Regions from separate parts of the Zea mays genome. Here region 2 is linked to region 1. A link is a contact called in public Hi-C data. All regions are on one chromosome and are shown on one strand. Each heading gives the region's core, a stretch centred on a gene start, on an enhancer-like site or on the middle of the called end of the contact. The rest is flanking DNA. Distances are from core to core; before and after follow the strand shown. Region 1 holds the start of LOC100283922 (RNA binding protein). Region 2 holds the start of LOC100383209.

Region 1 (3,853 bases), core at 421-2,920:
ACGGCGGCTCTCAGCTCCCTTACGGAAGCAGGGGGACGTCAGCAAAGACTCGACCGCTCCGACAGCTGTCCCTCCGCCAAGCTCCGTTGCTCCTCCGACAGCCATGACATCACACCAGCAGGGTGCCAAGATCTCTCCGGCTGCCACATCGGCATGTACTTAGGGCGCTAGCTCTCCCTCCGCTAGACACGTAGCACTCTGCTACACCCCCCATTGTACACCTGGATCCTCTCCTTACGACTATAAAAGGAAGGACCAGGGCCTTCTTAGAGAGGGTTGGCCGCGCGGGACCGAGGACGGGACAGGCGCTCTCTTGGGGCCGCTCGCTTCCCTCACCCGCGTGGACGCTTGTAACCCCCCTACTGCAAGCGCACCCGACCTGGGCGCGGGACGAACACGAAGGCCGCGGGATTTCCACCTCTCTCACGCCCGTCTCCGGCCACCTCGCTCTCCCCCCTTCGCGCTCGCCCACACGCTCGACCCATCTGGGCTGGGGCACGCGGCACACTCACTCGTCGGCTTAGGGACCCCCCCGGTCTCGAAACGCCGACACTTAGGCACTTGTGTTGGACACTAAATCACCAAAATACTTAGAAATGGCCCAATGACACATTTTCCTTTCAAGTTTCTAGACTAAAGTTTAGTCCATACCATATTTAATTATAGACAGATTATGAACCAATTAATTACAGTACACAATGACTGAAATGCCCCTTGCCTTGATTCCACGCCATCTCAACTGTATTGTGAAATCTTGTTTTTTTATATAGTATTATTTTTTGAAAATTAGCAGGAGTTCCATGCCATTTCCGTCTCTCTACTTTTTTCTCTTCGCTTGAACCCTCGAATTAGGGGTGGTAATGGATGACGATATCAATACTTCTTCACAAAATAGTAGGATCCTAAATAAATTTTAGTTTAAAAATAAATAAAAATAGGGTCCGATCCTAATCCAACCCTTTGATCAGATCTTTAAATCTTATAGTGTAAAATTTAGAACCTATTGTCATCCATACCTCGAATAGTCGAATGCAATACTACTGAGTTCGGTCGACGGAAGGGTTCTGTGCATGGACATGGGCATGGGCAAGGTCAACCGGTGGAAAAATGTCCATTAGTCCTTTTTAGCACCTTTTGAGGGATTATAGACTAAGGGGGTGTTTGGTTCTAGGGACTAATGTTTAGTCCCTTAATTTTATTCCTTTTAGTCTATAAATTGCTAAATATAGAAACTAAAATAAAATTTTAGTTTCTATATTTAGTAATTTTGGAACTAAAATGAAATAAAATGTAGGGACTAAACATTAGTCCCTACAAACCAAACACCCCTAAATTCATTTAGTCTATACTTTAGTTCTTCCGATGGTAAAAAAAAGACTAAACGGGACTAAAACCTAAGTCCCTCTAACTAAATAGTGCCTTACACTAACCCCACATATCATTGTGATAAGACATATGAGTATCAAATTTTAAAAGGCATGCAAATTTGGTACTCCTTCCATTTTTTTATTTGTCATGTTTTAATTTACAAATATTAGATAACGGATATCTAATACCAAAATCTCTCATCTCCCTAGTTCTGATGGGCTGCCTTGTTAACCCGTAGAGATAAAATGAAAGAAGAACCTGACCCAACAGAATAGAGCACAGCCTTAACCTGAGAAATTTCAGAATTTGGGTCACCCAAGCGGCCGAGCCGAGAACAGGGCAGAGCACGAAGCGGAAGCGCATCCGCAGGCACGACATGTCTCGCCGGCGGCGAGGAGGCTCCGACTCCGACGGCGAGGACAACAGCTTCCTCTACCGCTACCCGCTCCCCTCCGCCGCCGCCTCAGCAGGCGTCTCAGCGGGAGGCAGCGGCAAGCCCCGGGGCGGGGGCTCGGGCGGCCTCGCGCCGTCCAAATCCACAGTCTACGTGTCCAACCTGGACTTCTCGCTCACCAACTCCGACATCCACCTCCTCTTCTCCCGATTCGGACGCGTCGCGCGCGTCACCGTCCTCAAGGACCGTGAATCCCGCCGCAGCCGCGGCGTCGCCTTCGTCCTCTTCGTCCTCCGGGAGGACGCCGCGGCCGCGGCCGCCGAGATGCACGGCAAGGTGCTCAACGGGCGCACGCTCTCCGCCTCCATCGCCGACGACAACGGCCGCGCCGCGGAGTTCATCCGACGCCGCGTGTATCGGGACAAGTCACGGTGCTACGAGTGCGGCGAGGAGGGCCACCTCTCCTACGAGTGCCCCCGCAACCAGCTCGGGCCCCGCGAGAGGCCCGCACCGTCTAAGAAGTCGCGCCGCGGTGGTGGTAGTGGTGGGGGCACTGGCGGGCGTGGGCGCGGTCGCGGGGGAGAGGCTGATTGGCATTCAGATGACGATGAAGATGCCGCTGCCGCCGCCGCGTTCGAGGACGACAGGTGGGCGTCGGTGGTGGATACGAGGGGAGAGGAGGAGAAGTCGGCTGGCAAGGAAGAGGGAAAAAAAAAGGGAAAGGCGGCGAGGAAGGAGAAGAGGAAAGGCTACTTCAGCGACGAGAGTGATGAGGACGAGGACTAAGCTTCAGTGTATCCTGCTAATGTTGTTGTGTTTTAACAATAGATCTAACGTTAGTTACGTGATCAACAGCTTTGTGTATGAATGCTAGCTTTTTAAATTTCAGAAGTTATGGCTGATTACTTGTTACAGACTTCGTCTTGTCACTGTACTGTTTTCTTGATTATTAAGCTTATTATCCGTCCGAACAATATCCCTGCTTTGGCTATTATGACTTGTTGATAAAATGGCCATTCAGAAAAGAAATAGTTAATCATTTAGGTCAAATATAACCAAATGCTTTTCAGAACTGTTGGTCATCATTCTTATATCGTCAGTGCTGTACTGCTCAACAAGCTACTAAAAGCAAAAATAGTGTACTGCGCTATTTTTGCTTTTAGTAGCTTGTTGCTAGCTGTGGCCTGTGGATGCTTACTGCTTGGTTCTCAATTACTTCTCGTATATCAGTAGGTTTTTATTTATTTTATCTCTTCTGATTAAATCTTCATATACCATTAAGATGCTTATTGCAATGAATCACTGTGCCTACCACCGAGACTGAAGAGGACACAAAGGCAGTATATGGTGCCCAACCTTTGCTTAACTTATGCATTTTAACTATTCCCAAAACAACCCAATTCTTTAGCACATCATTTTCTGTTAGTTCATTTAACAAATTGACCATATTCGTTCAGAGTTCTTATTAACAACAACAACAAAAGCCTTTAGTTCTCACTTTTCAACATGTGGTGAAAATATTGTGTTCTGATACCCTGTGTTTCTGTTGCAAGTTCTTGCTTTTTGTAGTGGATCACAGGACTGTTTCACTTTTTTTATGCATATAGGTACTTAAATTGATAGCTCAAAAAAGAGACAAAAACATCTCCATCTTGAGAGTTGAAACATTGTTAAATTTTGTAATGTTCAGGCTATAAGGTCCACAGTATGCAGCTAAGCATGTCATTTCTTTTGTGGTCTCGTTAGTTGGTAACTAAATCATGTTTATGGGTAAGTGCGCTGTTGTTTTAGGTCAATGACCACAAACATTGTTGCAGTAAGAAAAAAACCAGCATATCTACAGGTACTTTTCAGGAAGGTTTTAGAGACAATCAAGCTGAGATTGGTTGGAAACTTGGAATATACAATGTTGAATCCTTTGCCTTAAACTTGACCAGCAACTCTATCCTGTCAGGAATGTTTCGGTGTTGAAATCTTTTGTAGGTATTCTGGTTTGGAAGAAAACTGCAAATCTTGAGTTGTAAGGATGGACTCCTGATGTCAGCACTCTCCTGTCTTTACTGATTAGGTTATGACCAGTAATATTATTTC
Region 2 (3,708 bases), core at 922-3,421, 130 kb before region 1:
GCGGCCACTGGTGAGTAGATGCACCAGATTGTTTGCCGTAGTTGACGCCCTTCTTCTTCTTGCTGCCGCCGCCGTGTCCGCCGCCGCCTGCCGGTGTCTGCTGGGGACTAGCAGAGGAGCGGCAGCCGCCCGGGCCAGAGCAGGAGGAGGTGGCGGCGAGGAGAGCTGTGGCGGCCGCCGTCTTGACCTCGTTGGCGAGGCGGAGCTCCTTGAGTTTCAGGAGGTCAAGAGCAGAGGCGAAGTCGGGAAGGACGGTGGAGTTGGCGATGTCGTCTGCGGTGTTGCTGAAGCGGGGATTGACGCCGCGGAGAAGATTGAGGACGAGCTGCGAGTCCTCGACGGGATGGCCGACGTCCCGGAGATCGGCGGCCTTCCGCTTCATGATCTCAGCGTACTCGTCGATGGAGGAGTCGCCTTGGGGCATGGAATGGAAGTCGTGGAGGTGGAGAATCGCCCGCGGGGCCTTATTGGCGCGGAACAGACCTTCGATGGCGACCCAAAGGTTGTGGGCGGTCTGGTTGTCACCGTCGACGGCGAGGCTGAGGATGGAGTCGTCGACGGAGCCGAAGATCCAGCTGCGAACGCAGCAGTCCGCTTGATCCCAGATCGGGTCTTGCGGGCGTGGGGGAGCAGAGCCGTCGATGTGGTGGCGAAGGAGGAACTTGCCGCACATCGATTTGAAGAAGGATGCCCATCGGGAGTAGTTGGAGGCCTTCATCTCCAGCTTGGTCGGTACATGAGATTGAACCGAAACCGTGGCATACGAGGGCACCATGAGCTGCTGGATGGCGCCAAGGTTGGCGCTGGCGCCTAAGGTCTGCTCAGACATGGAGGAGAGGAGGGGTGCCGGCGGCGTGAGAGGAAGCAGAGAGCAGCGGAAGGAAGGCCGGGATCGAATTGATCCTGGTCCTCTTATACCATGTAGAGAGTTGGTTTAGGGGAAAGCACCGCACACTCAATCAGGTGCGTGACTTCTCATATATATAGCCAAGTGGCCTGGTGTACAAGGATACAATCTCCTAAACTAGGAAGGTTGTCACCTATACAAGGTAAGGCTAAACTAGGAAGGCTGTCATCTATACAGGGTAAGACAGCCGGCTGTAGATATATGCCTAATATTTTTACCCAAATGAATTTTATAGAAACTGGCTAAAAAACTGAGTGTTTGGCAGTTCGCAACAGCTTTTGGTGGCCAGAAGCTGCGAAAAGCCGAAACAAACAGGCACTACGAATGATGTTATTAGCAATGCATGTGATGACCTGAACATCTCGTCAGGTCATTTTGTAGCTCCAAACCAGCAGCATTCACTGCGACAGTAGCGAGCGTTCCTGTGTGCATGTAACTCTCCACACAACTCCGGTTTGCTTTGAATTCAATCCAGGGGGTCAAAAAACACTGCTAGTGCATTTCATCAGGCGCTACTAACATATACTAGTTTGCATTACGCAACGGCTAAACAGGTTATTGATTCAGGCATATCAGAATTTTATGAGCAAACAGTTGGTGCAAAACAGTCTTGGAGGACACAGCTTGCAACAAAAGCGCAATTCAATTTAGAATGCTCGTACATCCCGACACCACTTGATAGAAGGAAAAAACGACCTGGCACCATCTATGCAAACGTGATACAAGGTGAGGTAAGTGAGGATACGAACCTTCTCCTCAGCAACCCTCTCCACCCCCTGCCCATCAGATTGCTGCACAAAACCACACCCACATCAGTCCCGCAAACATAAAGAAGGGATCCCCACGAGTAGCAGCAGCGGGGGGGCGGGTTGCTCGATCGGCATACCCTTTCTTACCTTGTCCATGCTTCAGATCAAGCCGGCGGATTGGCGCTTCTCTGTGCCTCTGTCGCCGGCAACAGAACGGGTGGAATCAGTGACGGAGGCAGACAAAAATTATAGGTAGGGCGAGTTCTAACGCCGCTCGCAAGTCGCAACTCCAGGCTCCAGCTAGCCAGCGACTGACCGCCAGCCACGGGTTGCTCCTGCTCACTCCGCGCCGACCGCGCACTCGCGTGGCCGCTGAGGGATGAGGCGCCGGGCCGCTGGTTCTGCTGCTCCTCGCGTAACTCGGGCCTCAGGCCTCCGGGCTTTGGCAGTCCGGCGGGTGGCGGGCGGAGGACGGCGGAGCGAGCAGGACGGGGTCGGGACTCGGGAGGGTAGGGTTCTGTGGGTGTTTTTTCGCCTTGTGTGGAGTTGCAAGGGGATTGGGCAGGCCGGGCCAGGTGGAGTCGCATTACAAGTGGGCTGCTTTTGTTAAATGGCTGGCATGTGGGGTCTCCAAAAAATTGGCCAAATTTACACCTGACGGGTTCTCAATTCTCATTTTACTTTTGGGGCGTCAATCTTCATGGGCCACAAAAATTTTGCGCCCCAGCGATTGGGCCCGTTCGCCATCGCCGCCGACGCCGTCGCCGATATGATCTTCGTCGCCATACTAGAGTAGAAAAAAGACAGCAGTACACTGTTTAACTTCCAGATTACGGCTAAAGCAAGGACTATCTGTTTACAATTAACCTAGGCAAATATTTTGTGACTATAAATGAAGTCACTCTATCTCCCCTCCATCGCTGTAAGCGTCATAGTGTTCTTAGATTTCATAGTATCTTCTCTCGTTTGCTCCATGTCACTATTTCTCTGTGAAAAAAAAATATGCAGGGTGATTTTGGCGCTGGTAGTGTTGTGCTTGTGCACCCATTCTCCAGGTTGAATGCAACAGAAGACGTCAATGTTCCTATCGTCTGGATTTTCTTGCACATGCACACAAAAGCCCCATGTGGATGCAGAGTGAAGCTTCGTCTAGTAAAGCAGTTCTCCACAATACATTTGCCTACCAGATCTTTTGGTTTTCCTTCGTTCCTTCCAACGGTTCCATGCCTGAAACAATCACATCACTCTTTTTAGATTGCGTAACGCACGCTGAGCATGTAAAATCATTTGGTATGACGAAACTAAAAGGCAATCATATTTTCTTGCATATAGACTACGGGGGTGTTTGAATGCACTAAAACTAATAGTTAGTGGCTAAAATTAGTTGAAACATCCAAACACCCTAGCTAATAGTTTAGCTATTAGCTGTTTTTAGAAAATTAGTTAATAGTTAAGTAGTTATTTGTTATTTAGCTAATTCAACTAACAATTTTTAACCAACTAACTATAAGTTCTGGTGCATTCAAACACCCCCTATATAAGGTTTGGGAAACTGGGATGCGGTCAACAGAGCTTATTTTTAAACCGATCAGTCTCCAATAGTAGAACACCAAAGCTATAAACATCAGACTTCACAGGGAAAATGCCCTCCATTGCATAATCAGGAGCCATATAGCCACAGTTAAGACCATTGCATTTGTGAAAGATATGAGGATGAATTGGTACCAAGTACCAACCATAGGTTAATTTTAAGTATTGGGATTAAAGTACGAGTAACTATGTCCCAACAACTCGCTTGGTATTAACATTTTCTTGATTATCACCAAAGATCCTTGCCATGCCAAATTCAGCTATCTTGGGTCTCATCTCTGCATCTAATAACACTTCAATTGTTTTCACAGGAAAAGTGTTATTGGTAAACAATAGTAGTAATGGTGGCACTTCGATTATTTTCACAGGGAAAAAAATCTCATGGGTAAACAATAATAGTAATGGTGGCACTTCAATTTGTTTTCACATGAAAAATGTTATGGGTAAATACCAAACACTGTG

Evidence for each region. Hi-C and Micro-C count contacts between places; a contact is called where the count stands out from the background.
Region 2: a Hi-C map of leaf shows a contact between it and region 1, with 9 times the contacts expected there. The contact joins the promoter of LOC100383209 here to the promoter of LOC100283922 in region 1. A contact is called at or near these places in 3 of 25 Hi-C or Micro-C datasets (ear, leaf and tassel) and 1 of 3 datasets of contacts at active chromatin or transcription factors (leaf).

Annotation. Positions count from the first base shown.
Region 1 is chr2:203,982,822-203,986,674 of Zm-B73-REFERENCE-NAM-5.0, reverse strand. It overlaps LOC100283922 (RNA binding protein), which reads left to right and starts at 1,670. Exons shown (of 1, transcript NM_001156820.2): 1 at 1,670-2,676. The coding sequence starts at 1,745. The coding sequence ends at 2,548.
Region 2 is chr2:204,112,063-204,115,770 of Zm-B73-REFERENCE-NAM-5.0, reverse strand. LOC100383209 reads right to left here and starts at 2,171. Exons shown (of 22, transcript NM_001361957.1): 1 at 1,804-2,171; 2 at 1,657-1,698. The coding sequence starts at 1,812.